Linked DNA regions of Mus musculus: region 1 is linked to region 2. Evidence: chromatin contacts called from public HiChIP or PLAC-seq data. All regions are on one chromosome and are shown on one strand. The core of a region is the stretch at or near the end of the contact, and the rest is flanking DNA. Distances in the headings are between cores, read along the strand shown. Region 1 holds the start of Zfp800 (zinc finger protein 800). Region 2 holds the start of Gpr37 (G protein-coupled receptor 37).

Region 1 (6,976 bases), core at 3,002-5,501, 2.6 Mb before region 2:
CTACTGAGGCTTCGTCTCACCAACTGGAATGAGCATCATTAAAAAAACCAACAACAGTAAATGCTGTTGAGGATGCTTGTGGGAATTTAACATAGTGTGCTGGACTTTTGACCTGTTTTGACTAAAGGCAGGCGGTGGAAATGATGTAACTTGGAGGTCCTACTGCTCTCACTAGACTGGCTTGGCATGCTGCTACTGCGCGAGGAACTCCAAGCTACTCCTGTAAGGATGAAAGGCTATACTGAGGGGATTCCAGTCATTACACAGCACTAGCTGCCAGCTATGTGATGCATTCGGTCAAGCTTCCAGATGAGCAGCAACTTGGTGACTCAGACAAGACTAACCCAAATTACTGATCTACAAATTGAGAGCATCTACAATGGCTTGACGCTCCAGTGGTGGCTTGGTATGCAATAATTATAGGTGTGAAATATATGTTAGTCTCTAACACTGACAATAAGAAAGAGTAACTTTAAATCATAAAATAAAATTTGGGCTTCTCAATAGGATGTTCTTTTAGACTTCTAAAAAAGAATACCAGCTTGAGCCAGTGAAATTCTATCTCAGAAAAGGTAAGGCTGTAACTATTGGCCAGACCATTCATCGCCATGACCAAATATCTGATATAACTCCAAACTGTAGAAGGCCTGTGGCTCATGGTTTCAGAGGTCCCAGTTCACACATCTTGGCTTGGTTGGCTCTGGGACCCAAAGTGAATCGGAACAACACAGTAGCAAAATAATATGACAGAACTGTTCATTTCATGGTAGCTAGGAAGAACAAAAGAAGAAAGGGACCCGAGATCAGATATAACCTTCAGTGTCTTGTCCCCAGTGATCTTCTTCCAGACAGGCCTTGAATGCCAAATTTCCATACCTTCCAAAATAGTGTCACCAGCTTGGAAAAAAAGAGTTCAACATATGGTCCTGTCGGGTATATTTTACAGTCAAACCTCAACAAACATTAACCTGTTGCCTAGGTTACCTGAAATGGTTTGGGAACATTGTTTATAAAAATAGGGTGATAATTCCAGATATCCAAATTTTCTTTAAGTTCTGGAGCACCATAACATTTCAGTTCTTGTGATTTAGCAACTCCATTTTGACTTTGTGTTCAGACACGCTAGTTTTGTTTTGCTGAGACAGCGTCTCTCTCATGTAGCTCAGGCTGACATCAAATTGCTATGTAGACAAGAATGGCCTTGAACTCCTGAATTCCTCCTTCTACCTTTGCCTCCTGACATCGCCATGCTCACTGTATACACAGTATCTTGACACAACACACCATTCATAGCTGGCAGGATTTACTGGTTCATCTTTTACATCCTATGTCATTGTTCCCCAACAGATATGGTGAGGGCCAACACAGAAGTGTCAATTCAGCCTTAATGGCTAAATTCATGAGTTTCTTAGTTACAATGCTTCAGATGTTGGCTCATCTTTCACCTGCAAATTCAATTTTTTACTTCAGTTTCACCACCTATACAATGGAAGAGAGAAACGTCATTGTGTAGCTGATGGGACTGAAATTAAAACACTTTTTAAGGACTAAAGGCATCTTAGGTATTAGTACTGTCATTATAGTATGAAGCTACCTAGGTCTGGAAAGCAGTTATTACTAGTCACTTGATATTTCTCTGTTTTCTTGGGTATAAAGTAAGGCTTACTAGATAATTTTCATGGTTTATTTTCATCTTTAAAACTCTTACGACTCAGTGTTTAGTATGTGTTCTACTCATATCTCAATTTTGTCTGTGCTTTTCACATTGTTTACAGTTTAATGTTAGCAACTGAGGCCCTTCTGGTAAGGATCCCTTATTTATAACGCTGCACTTACAAAGCAATTCTATTTACTTAAAACTTTTATATGCATATGAGTGTTTTGCTCTCAAGTTTGTAAGTGCACCACTTGTCCCTGGTGCCACTGGGAATCTGAAGGGGGGTTGGAGGCTCATGAATTGGAGTTGCAGCAGTGAGCTGCCATGTGGGTGCTGGGAACCAAACCCAGATCCCCTGCAAGAGCATTAAGTGCTCTTAACTATTGAGCCATATCTCCACCCTCCATAAAACAAGTTTTAACACTAACACCTGGTAAGAAAACATTTAAATTCTTACAAATAATACTTCCCTGGCTTATAAAATTTTAGTATTTTTAATACATGTATTACACTCATTGTGTCAAATTAAGGTAAATATCCTTTGAAACAAAAATGCTTTACTTAAAAATTTACCACCCAGCTATCACCAATGTTGATCATTTTCTCTCCTTTCAGTTTCTCACTGCAGTTTTGAGTGATTTGTATTTTTGTATCATATTTTTTGTGCATCATTATTTTATACCATTTCAGATAATATAGTCATTTTTTAAAGAGTGGAATTTTAATTTTATTTACAGAACACTTAAAGATAAATTATAGATTAATAAAAACTCTTTTTATTAAAATCACATATGCTTCATTCAGACAAAAGCACATATAATTCCAAGTACAGCATCTCTCACATTTCAAAAATATATCTTTTTGGTTTAAGCATATTCCACATAGTTAATATTACACATGATAGTTTTGTTGGTTGGATAGGTTAAAGGTCCATGTTGTATGTCTTCTTCAATTGCTCAATTTACTTTTTGAGACAGGGGCTCTCACTGAGCCTGGACCTAATCCGTTTGGTTGTGCCAGCTGGCTGGCAAGCCTCAGGGATTCTTCTCTCTTGGTCTCCCTAGCACTGGAATTGCAGGTGAACGTTCACCTCCAACGTTTTTGTACCATGTGTTCTGGGATCACACTCAGGTTTTCTTGACCAGACTTAACTGACAATGTCATCTTTCCAACCCCCAAATATGATTTCTATTGGCTGCATAATACCACCACATAGAAGTGGCCATTTATAGCATATTGACCTATAATCTGCATTTGCTTCATGTGGGTAGTGATTCTTGACAATGGAACAGAAAATGAGATCATAATATAATATCCTATGTAGCTGCAGAACATTTATTCTATTCTGCTCCAACCGTACAAGACGTATGCAAGTATTCCATTCAACAGTCCTATAGTAACAACTGCATTTGCTTACAAACTTCCTTTGGAATTTTGAAAATTGATTTTGGTGATTTTTCTCTTCACAAACACAGAGCCTAGTGTGGTGTCAGCCTGTAACCCCAGCTTTGAAAAAGAAAGTGCATAGTGGCAGGAGGAGAATCCTGATTTCAGGGTCATCCTGGGCTACTCAGCTAGTTCCAGGCAAGCCTGAGCTACACAGCAAGACCATCTCAAAACAACAAAAAACAAAAAACCCAAAATACAAACACATAGTGCCTTCCTTCCTAAACTTTTCTTTTTTCAGAAGCTCCAAAACTGGAACTTGAAAACTGGAAGTTAGTTAATTGTGGTTTTCATTCATCCTGAGAAGATAAAAAAGGTCAAATGGGAGCTCTCACAAAACCCTGACCAATAGCTGACACCTATTCGAGTGAAGTTAGCAAGGGCAAGAATTCCATCTCAGAGTTGGGAAGAAGGTGGCGGCAGCAGCTACTGGATATGAAAAGCAGCTCAAGGTTTGTAGATTTGACAGAAGATGGCCATCTTCGATCTGATCTTCGGGGATTTTCCAAGCAGGATGCTGGTGCCCAAGAGGGAAAGTGCGTGTTAGCCATGTGACCCAACTTCACTTCCAGGTTTGCACCCTCAGAACGTTGCCAATCGCGTTCTTTCCCAGAGCCCGACTTAGACTCTCCTGTCCCAAGTTCCAGGAGGTACACTTGGACAACAGCTGGCGAGCCAGCACCTGACAGCTCTCCCGATCCAGTCCACTTCGGGCTCCCAGTCCCTCCTTTTCTCCTCCGCTTCCCCAACTCTGCCTGGGTCGGATCCGCCGAAGCGCAGCAGCGCGAGCAACAGTTTGGTGCCCGAGCGAGCGGCGCGTGCCCGGGGAGGGGAAGACGCGCCCGCGGTTCTGGTTCTCACACCTCCGGGCGCACGCAGCCTCCGGCCGTCGCTCCGCAGCCGCCGGCGGGAGGACGCACGGGCGCGCGCCGGCGAGGCCCGCCAGCTACCCGGCCGCCCTCGGCGCCCGCCAACCCCGCAGTCTACCCTCCTCCGCCCGAGGCCGGCCCCGCGCGTCGCCTCCCCACCGGGGCTGCCCGCCCAGCGCATGCGCGCCGCGCTGCCGGGCGTGCCGGCCACACTCCCCCCACCCACTCCGTGAGCTTGTCACTTCCTGCCCTCGCCCCATCTCCGTCCGGGGTCAGTCAGTCGCTCCCTGTCGCAGCCGGAGACTTCTCTGCTTCCCCCTTCCTACCCTCTCTGCACGGCGGTCGCTCGGGCTGTCCGGGGAAGGGGCGGCCACGAGAGAACGGGACTGACTTCCATAAAGTTTCCCGAAGCATCTGCTACCCGCAAGGCCCCAGGTGGGGGACCCGCGCGGCTCCCCGCCCCTCTCCAAAGCCCGGGGGACCGTTGCAGGTGGAGCGGCGCGGCGCTGAGGGGAGCCGGGCTCGGCGCGGCCGTTGCCCTGGCGAGGGGCGCCTCAGTCCTGCCTGCTCCGGTTCCAGCTCCTTCGGCTGCTGCGCCCGGCGGTTCGTCCTGTCAACTGCCTGCGCCCGCGCGCCGCCAGCTCGCCGGCCCGGAGCGCGGAGGGCTGCCGTGAGCCGCCGCCACCGCCACAGCCGCCACCGCAGCCGCGGCCCGAGGACGTGGTGAGCTGTGGCGCTTCCGCGTCGGCGCCGCCGGGGACTCTTTGGGAGCGCGCCGGGGCCGAAGCCCGCTCGGCTTCACGCGCTGCGCCGGGGCTGCGCCAGGTGGGGCCCTCGGCCGCGTCGTGCGCCCGGCTGGTGCCGCGGCCCGCCCGCCCGCTGGCCGGCCGGCCGCTCCGGGAGTTGAGTAAGTTGGGCGCACTTGGCGGCGCGGACCGGACCCGACCTGCGCCGGGGAGACCCCCCGACGCACGTGCGTGGCCGGAGGGCGCGCGAGCCGCTCCTCAGCCGCGCAGGGGCCCCGTCGCGTCCCGCGTCCCGCGCCCGGCTCTCCGCGCGCCCGCCCGCTCGCTCGCTCGCTCGTCCGCCCAGCACGGCGAGGCCGCAGCCGCCTGCGCAGCCCGCCAGGCCTTCGCCGTGCGCTGCGCTGCCCTGCGCGCCGGACGCTGCGTTTCCGGGTAGGGCGGTGAACCTGTGCGGGGACGTGGGGCCGGAGGCCGGGCGAGCGGCGGTTTCTTTTCCGAGCGGAAGGTGCGGGCCCGGGGTGAGGGCAGAGAGCGCATGGTGGGATGGTCTGTGGAAATTGCAGCCACAGCCTCCATAGAAGTTCAGGGATAGTGATGGGTTTGTGCTTCTCTGTCCACAGCCAAGCCGCAATGAAGAGCTTCTCACAGTGAAAGGAAAATAGGTCGCACCCGTTAAAAATGCCTTTGAGGGACAAATACTGTCAAACGGACCACCATCATCACGGATGCTGCGAACCAGGTAAGTCCGTTTTTTTCTCCCCAGTGTCTTTGCTCTCCTTCACCAGAGCTACTCGGCTTTCTGCGTTGTCTCTAAGAAGTCTTTCCTAAGTAACTCGGTTTCTCCTGCGTAAAACTACTCGCGTAATGCCAAAAGCCTGTACAAACTGGAGATCTCCATTGCTTGAGCCCCCAGAGAAAGTGCCACAAGTGTCACCGTCAATCATTTCCACAAGGTCGGGCAGCTCCTTTCCCTTCTTTTTCAAGGCAGCTTCGTTATTGGTTCACTCCATGCTCTGAATGTTTAAAATGGAAGAAGAAGGTAAAGATGAGATAGGTGATTACTACCATTCAGCTTCTTGAAAATTTCTTATTGTTAAAATAACTTTCCCTTGAAGTGTTTTAATCCATAGTATAAAGTTTACCACTCCCACAAACAAACAAACAAACAAAGCCAAAAGTTTAATTTGGGTCAAGAAGGTTGATTGAACCTGTAGGGACAAGTGGACTTTTTGAATTTAAAAAACATCTTAAATGTTTCGGATAGAATTTATTGTATTGTATTGCTTAGAATATATAGAGTATTTAAGGTATTTTATTATGTTGAGCAGATTCTGTTTAATTTATGATATTAAAACTTTTTTGAGTCTCATAAAGAATTTATTAGTGAGTTTTAATTTAACAGGCATTGTAAACTGTTGAGGGCCTTATCTTAAAAGGACTCACAGTGTCAACTACGAATAAAGGTCTTTCTATTCTAATTCAAAGACATGCGTTTATCAGTTTTTACTTTTAAGTTACCAGGGTTGGTAACTTCCCCCGCCTACTTTGGATTGCTTTTAATTGAAATATTTTAATTATGCTCATGTATTTAGATTTTTTTAGCAGAGTATTTGAAGCTACTTTTTTTGAGTAAGAGAAACGTGGTAACAGTAAAGGGGACACACTCCTTTGCGTTACAGGACATTACCACTGGACTTCAGCCTGTGTCTGTTGTGTTTGCTTGGATCAGTTCTAACCTAGTAAAACAGGTACCTCTAGGAGGGGACCTCATTTTCATTCATCTTCTGACCCATCTAACTTAAGCACCCTTTATACCTTACCTTTTATATATTTGAAGTGAAGATGTATTTCTTGGTTTTTACTAGTTTGCTTATTCATTTTTTTTTTAACAAATCATTATTGAGCATGTCTTAGATACTAGGTCTTGCCCAAGGCACTAGCAATATAGATGGTGAAAAAGAGTTTTCCTCATATGTGTATGTGTATGTATATATAGTTTTTGAGTGGGAAGAGATAGATTTAAACAAATAATGTAATTTGTGAACATGATTTACGGTACATGTTGGTAATTAAGTATTTAAGAGAAAGGTGCTTTCTGGATTTTAATTTTTAAATGTGGATTAAATTTTTTTATTCCCCATTAACAAGAAATCTTTAAGTATCATTAATTAAAAATTAAAAGTTGCTGCTTATTAAAATGTGCTTTTTTTTTTTTTTTAAAAGAATGAAATGCTTTGGAATGTTGATTTCAATGGAAA
Region 2 (7,345 bases), core at 3,533-6,032:
TCTGGATAGAAAGCCTAACAAATGTGAAACCAAATCAGGTGGATTGTCCTGGAAGCATTTAATTTTTGTTAATCTATCTTTAGGACAGAGTTTATAACCCTCAGAATTAAACTTATTCTAGTATAAGTTATATTCCAACTATGAATCAAAAAAATAATTGGTGAAAGTGTCAAGATGCAAAGTTTAGATGTGTTCATGGAACTGATTTAAAATGTAATAGGTTGCCAATAGATCCAATCACTAGTGTATTCTCATTTCAATTCTGAGCCAACTTACCTCACTCTTTGGCTTTTCATATACAAAGGCATGCCCTTCTTCACTAGCTCAGTATGTAAACATTATATTCCAGCCATATTGCTGAAGATTCAAAGTAGCAAGCAGGTCTGTTGTTGTCAGTGATGGGTCCTGCTTTTGTAGTTTGGCTTGCCTTGTCCTTGTATTAGCAACTTACTTAACTTGAATGCATGGCCATAGACAGAGCAAAAGAAGAATAAAATGATTTATTTATTTTGGAAACTCTTAAGAATAATCATCCTGACAGAACTGACACCTGGGCCCAAAAAGAAAGAGAAAGAAGTAAGTATCTTTAAGATATTTTAACTTTGGATAACTCTTGGAAAGTCCTATTTACAATAATATCTATAAGGACTAAATCTGAAGTAATGAAATTGCTAGAGACAATCTGTCATTTGTGCAATCATGCTCTGGGCTCCTGTTGGATTGGTCCAAGGCACAGTAAATATCAAATGATCTATTTCTCTTTGGTTTTGCAGCAAAGAGGCTGTGCCCCTTGAACCTTTACACCATAAGAGAACTTGGAAGTATTTGGTCATGCATGTGTTAATTCATCTTCGTTTTTTACATCATTTTACCTTTCAGGCTTTTCACATTGTGTAGTGTAGTGTAGTGGGGCAGACATATTTTACGTAGTTCAAGAGCTACATTTTTTAAAGAACAAGGTTTTACTTTGTTTTGTTTTATGTTTGATAAAAGCCCTGCGCACCTTAAGATGCCCCCAAATACATACACACATCTGTGTGCATGTGCGCACGCACACACACACATATGCAATCACTTATATATATATTTATAATGTATATAAATATATTTATATAATTAAAATTAAAGTATATATAAAGCATATATATATATATATACTTTGATTTTAATTTTTAAAATGTGGGTATAATTGTTTGGTGTTACAGCTCTAAAAATACTATACTCTTATCAATTCTAATTAAACTTTCCTATGTAAAAGTAACAGAATAATAGAACAAATAGACTAATAGGTATGTGAATGAAGCCTTTCCAAGTGATAATTGTTTGCTAAGAACATAGAAAATTTAGAACTACAAATTGTCAAAATCAAAAGAAGACCATTGAATTTTAGATGATAATCTATTGGCAACATGTTAAAAGTTTTCCTGTGAAAAAGATGTTTTTTTTTTTTAATTATTTGAAGGACAGGAAAGAAAAATTACTTGAGAAATGAATTGCCCACTGCATAGTTTTTCTCCAGTTCAATGATATATCTTAAAACTTGAACTAGTAATACACTTTAATATGTCTCATTTCAGGACACCAAACAGTAAATGGAGTGTAATGAATTTTGGCCTAGTCGGTAAAAGAGGCCCCTTGGTATTGCAAACTTTATATGCCCCAGTACAGGGGAATGCCAGGGCCAAGAAGTGGGAGTGGGTGGGTAGGGGAGCAGGGCGGGGGGAGGGTATAGGGAACTTTCAGGCTAGCATTTGAAATGTGAATAAAGAAAATATCTAATAAAAAAATTTTAGATTTTTTTAAAACAAGAAATACTGAGACATGTAATAATTTACATGTACTCCTTAATTTTAATAAAAATCAATGGTATGTAATAAAGAGCTCCTGATATGCTGACATAGAAGATAGCTGTGACCACACCAGTCCTTCATGCACACATAAATGACCTCAGACTTAATTCAGACACTGAGCAGCTAACTTCTTGATATTTATTTCTAAAGTAGAAACTACAGAAATAGATGAGCTGTGACTATTCCTATTTTTAAAATTATAGCAACAGCTGAGAGAAGCTTTGGGAAAGCATTTGAAAGGCATTTGTTTTACTTCTTTTTAAATGTATTCTAAACTTTCTTAGAAAATAAACTCATTAATTCAGATTTTTATTTATCATAGGCATTACCCACTAAGGCTTATATATTCTTAATGGTGCTTAAAATTTGCTAAGAATTACAAATAGTTGGACTAGTAATGACATTGAATATTTACATTTTATATAGTTCTTTCTCATTCATTTAATCAACATATTAAGTCATGTGAGCGGATCTGAAAGCAGCCTTTTGTATCCTTGTATTTCAGAAGAAAAATTATATTTTTCTGAAAGCTAAATAACTGATATTCTGCCTGGCTCAAAGAGTTCCTGTGTGTGTGTGTGTGTGTTTCATGGTCACTGTGAAACTTAAGGAGTTAGGGCATGCTATCCATCCAAACAGGAAGGCATCATTATTCAGGTGGAGGAGGGGATACTTAGGAAAATGAAGGCAGCATTCAGATACACATAGGCAGCCCTTCAGTGTTTTCACAATCTACATAAGCATAAGCTGTCTACTTGGGAGCTGTGTTCTGCCACCTTAAAGATGCCAACTGGGGCTTCTAAGAAGGACTTAAAGGGATTTTTCCCCTATAGTTCAGCCTCTTTTCCTTGCTGAGTACCATTAAAATTAGTGGCTCATTTAAGTGATCCAGAGTAGGAAGAGTAGAAAATTGTTTACATATATAGCCCAGTCTTTAAGGTACTTTGAAAGAGAAAACAGCATCACAGACTTTATTTTGGTGTCTTGTTTTTCTGTTCCATAGTTAACCTAGCTCTTGTTTTGGATTTTTTTTAAGAAAGAAAATAATTAATTAAAATTATTATATATAATTAAGTACATATAATATATAAATATATAATATATAACTACATAATACAATTATATATGATAACAAAATTTGATTACAATAGAAGATTCTTCACATAACATTTCCATTCACCAACTTTTGAATAGACTACTAATCCAAATAGCATGTGTCCTTTCTATCCATATATCGACACAGCTCAAATGGCAGTGCAGTATAATGAACCCACTGTTTATTTTTACATTTGTGCTTTCAGGATCTGTCTGGTTGACATGACATACATACAACTAGTTTGTACTGTTTACATACACCAGAGTGGGAATTTTTATTCCTAACTTTGATGTCCTTTACATTATTTCCATGTGATTCTGGTTGCTCTTGCTCTTAGAAATAAGTTCAAAGATTCCTTGTAAGACACAAGGGCTTCACAAGGGTTATTCTTGATCTTATGTTTTGAACGCACAGGATATAAATCTGCAGTATTTTGAGGTATTGACAAATACCGTTGCAAATGGGATTTTCTTCTCTTTTCATTTTTTCTACTTTAAAAGAAGAGTAATTTTATCTGTTTCCATTTTCAGTCATCCAACAAGCTGGTGCTGAACACTACCTCCCTGTGACATGTCATTTGACACTTAACCTTTGGTGAAATCCCGTATTTTAATTTTTGTCTAACTTTTTCCAAAATAGTTTTTTGTTTTTTTTGACCCTTGTCAGTTTTGTTGTTATGTCTGGTGTCTGTGCATCTGCCCATTTGAACCTCAACACAAGAAAAAAAATTATAAAGATTTTCATAGTCTACTACCCTCTCATCTCTCTCTACCTTTTTCTTCTTGGGTCCCTTGTGTGTGCACAAATTTATAACCCGTGACACTCTTTTCATCTCCAGATATTTAAGTAAGTCTCACTGTAGAGTTCCTTTTGCTATGTAAACACATATTCACAAATGACAGTGCTTAGGACGTAGATAGTTTGAGGCTCTTTACTGCAATTGTATTTTTACTGTATTTTCTATTGTGCCCTTAGATAATTCTTCTGTTGTTGCCTTTGTCTCTATCTCACATGTTTATTTCTTCCCCTTTTAAAAATTTGGTCCGATATTTGTCTGTTTTCTCAGCTATACCAAGATTGCTACACGGGGTTGTGTGTATATAAAAATTGGAAAGGCATGGGCATCGTGATGGGAGTTCGGTCCTCCTCAGTTCTCAGTTCTGAACATATCAAGGTTGCTGCGTTCCTCCTGCTCCCTGTGATCAGCTCTAACTCCACCTCCTGGTAGGATGCTTTCAAAGTCAATGTTAAAGGTAACGGGACACCTGGATCCTTCTTACCTTACAATCTACTCTCTTACCGAGTGAATGAAACCAATGAAGTCTGTTTCTTTTCTGACTCTGCTCTGGGGAATCTAAGACTGTGAATGTGTCACTATTCCCTGGGGAGTCTGAAGCCTGAGCATGCGCACCAGTTGCTACCAATTGTTGCAGATCTCAAGAGGCTTGCCCTTTCTACCTTCTCCTCCAGGGATCCCCGCCTGCACCGGGGGTCCTGAGATCCAACCCCCTCCTTAGTGGTGACAGATTAGGTCGGGTTGGTTGGACTATCTAGGGCAATAACCCATGGAGTTCACGTCCTCCTTGCCTTTAGCCGTGCAGATTCGGCGCCTCCGCCCTTGTTCCCGGGTCGCTCCTAGCTTCCTATTGAAAGCTACTGCGAACGCCTTGAATGAAACGTGTGTGGGTTTAGTGTGTGGTAAAACCACCAGGGGATCCCGTCTCTCCACAAACCAGATGCTCTGCTAGAAGGAGGACGAGAGGGAGGCGACCTGGAGTGAAGCCCGCGCAGTGGCTGAGCCGCTGGGAGAGGCCGGGCCACCTCCCCTGTCCACCATGCACCGCTCCGCCCGCCAGCAGCGGTTCCAGGCACCACGCTCTCCACCCGGGTTGCGATGGTGGTGGCAGTGACAAGCTCCTGCAGCCCACAGCACTGTGCACAAAACAGCAGCGCCCTCTCCTCCCTCTCGCTCCACTCCACGCCTTCTCAGCCCGTGCACTAGGCGCAGCCGCTGGCGCCATCCACTTGTCAACTTTGAACTGAAGGAGCAGCAACTTTGACAGTGGCCGCGGGTTTCGAATCTGGCTTCTCCTTGGCAACAGTCCCTTTGAAAGTCGTCGGAGTTAAACGAAGCAAGAGTTTCCTCTGTGCTCCGGTGGTGCCTTGTTTGCAAGGGTCCCCACCCCCCACCCCCCCGCCAGCCGAGAGTGGGATTGTGACAGCCAGTCCCCTAGTGGAGCGGACTTGTTTTTCTTTTTCTCTAGAGACCTCTACTAGCGACTGGATAAAGCAGTATGGAAAGGATGTAAATAGCAGAGCAACTGTTACCAAGAAGACAGCCACCACCCAAAGGCTGGGAGGAGCGCGGGGCTTCCTCCAGGCTGCGCCCAGTCGCAACATTAGGGAACAATCAGGTGGTGTTCGCAACTTTTCAAGGTCAGCCTCTTGGATCTGTTATTTCCCTGGGAACCTTCGGGTGCACCGAGCTTGGATTAGATTTGGCTGGGAAATGCTCAGAACATGAAACGTGGAAGGATTGTAGGGATGTGTTGATGACACCGTCCTTCCCCAAGCGCCCTGTTCCCTCCCAGCAATCTTCTGCTCCCATCCTCTACCCAGCGGTGAGTATGTGACATGTGCCTAACTCTCTGCACCAAGTTTGGCAGCAGGTGTCGGTGCTAAGCTAGAGCCAGGCTAGTAGGTGCGCCCTCGCCGAGCCATGCCAGCCCGGGGCGCGCCTCTCTCGCGCACATCGCGGCTGCTGCTCCTTCTGCTGTTTAAGGTTTCTGTCTCTGCTGCCCTGAGCTTTGTCCCTGAGCCCAGGAATGGAACTTGTCTGGGGGAGAGCTGTTCCCCACTGATCCAACGCCGCAGCAGGGATGCCCGTGGACCTGGGAATTCGGCAAAAGACGCTCTGCGAGTCCATGTGCCCAGAGAGAAACTGGAAGCAGAGGTGAGAGGGGCGACCTCTTGGGACCTCCCACCACCCAGGGGCGGTGACACAGGTGTGATTGAAGAAGCGGCGGCTGCTGGGCCCTTGGGACCTCCAACCAAGCCACCAAGTGCCTGGAGATGGAAAAGTGCCCAGGGTAAAGAACCATCCGGGCATTTGAGGAGAAGGGACCCCACGGATCCCCAACTCTTCTTTCCGACATCGGAGGGGGGAGAGATGAGTTCCAAGCGCGATGGGATTCCCCAGAGCAGGCAGGAGCACAGTGTGAAAACGGAACCCAGAGATCTTTTTTACTGGCCACGAAGAACTGGACAACTCCAGGATTCCCAACACAGGCCTTCAGCAGTACACGAAGGAAGGACCCTTGCTCCTCCAGGCAGGGCACTACCGCAAAACGGGTCTGCAGATGACTGGGTTCCTGACCAAGGGGGTCCACGCCGTGGAAACACCACGCGGCGCGTGAGATTGAAGAACCCCTTCTACCCATTGACCCAAGAATCCTACGGAGCCTATGCGGTCATGTGCTTATCTGTGGTGATCTTTGGGACCGGCATTATTGGCAACTTGGCAGTGATGTGCATCGTGTGTCACAATTACTACATGAGGAGCATCTCCAATTCTCTCTTGGCCAACCTGGCTTTCTGGGACTTTCTCATCATCTTCTTCTGCCTCCCCCTGGTCATCTTCCATGAGTTGACTAAGAAGTGGCTTTTGGAAGATTTCTCCTGCAAGATCGTGCCCTATATCGAGGTAATGACCTCTAGCTACTGCCTTTTTCTGTTTCCGGAGAATAAGCACCTACCTGTGGGACTCTTTGCTTCTTTCTCTGAATCCCTTCTCTTTCCCCCAGTCACTTATGCAAGCACGTGTGTGTATGAAAGAAAGCAGCTTTGCTAAACCATCTTCAAACTCCATTGCTCCTAGCCTGGTGTGTGTGTGTGTGTGTGTGTGTGTGTGTGTGCGTGTGTGTGCGTGCGTGCGTGCGTGTGTGTGTGTGTGTGTGTGTGTGTGTGTGTGTGTGATAGTTCTATATGTACAGCTTTTCTCTGGATATGATATTTTTGACTTGGTATCCTGGGTTAAATAATGGCCAGCCCATGGTTGTCTTTATGGGAACGTAGTACTGGGGGTGGGGTGGGGGAGGGATCATTAATATTCATTTACTAAAGTTCTAGTATTTCATCGTGATTCCACCATGCCATCCCCAAGAGAGGCAATTGAGCTTTTTCTCATTTTTAACTACCAAAGCTGAGGTTATATTTTATGTATAAAAGAACATCAATTTTAGTTTTTGTAGTTGGCCTCATGATATATTAGGAACCTCCAAATTAGTTTAAATTGGTTAAGATATCTACCTTATTGTTTCCTCTACATTGTTAGGACTTCTTTGTGGATCCTTGTTAACTTTTAGAAACAGTTCAGTTTTCTGGATAAACTTAAACAAAA

Evidence for each region. HiChIP or PLAC-seq counts read pairs in DNA pulled down with a chosen protein or histone mark.
Region 1: a contact with region 2 is called in an H3K4me3 HiChIP or PLAC-seq map of stem cell-derived neural progenitor cells, with 8 times the contacts expected there. The contact joins the promoter of Zfp800 here to the promoter of Gpr37 in region 2. A contact is called at or near these places in 2 of 115 datasets of contacts at active chromatin or transcription factors (astrocytes and stem cell-derived neural progenitor cells).

The regions. Positions count from the first base shown.
Region 1 is chr6:28,259,199-28,266,174 of GRCm38.p6, reverse strand. It overlaps Zfp800 (zinc finger protein 800), which reads left to right and starts at 4,251. Exons shown (of 6, transcript NM_001081678.2): 1 at 4,251-4,695; 2 at 5,339-5,457. The coding sequence starts at 5,397.
Region 2 is chr6:25,687,417-25,694,761 of GRCm38.p6, reverse strand. Gpr37 (G protein-coupled receptor 37) reads left to right here and starts at 4,782. Exons shown (of 2, transcript NM_010338.2): 1 at 4,782-6,649. The coding sequence starts at 5,666.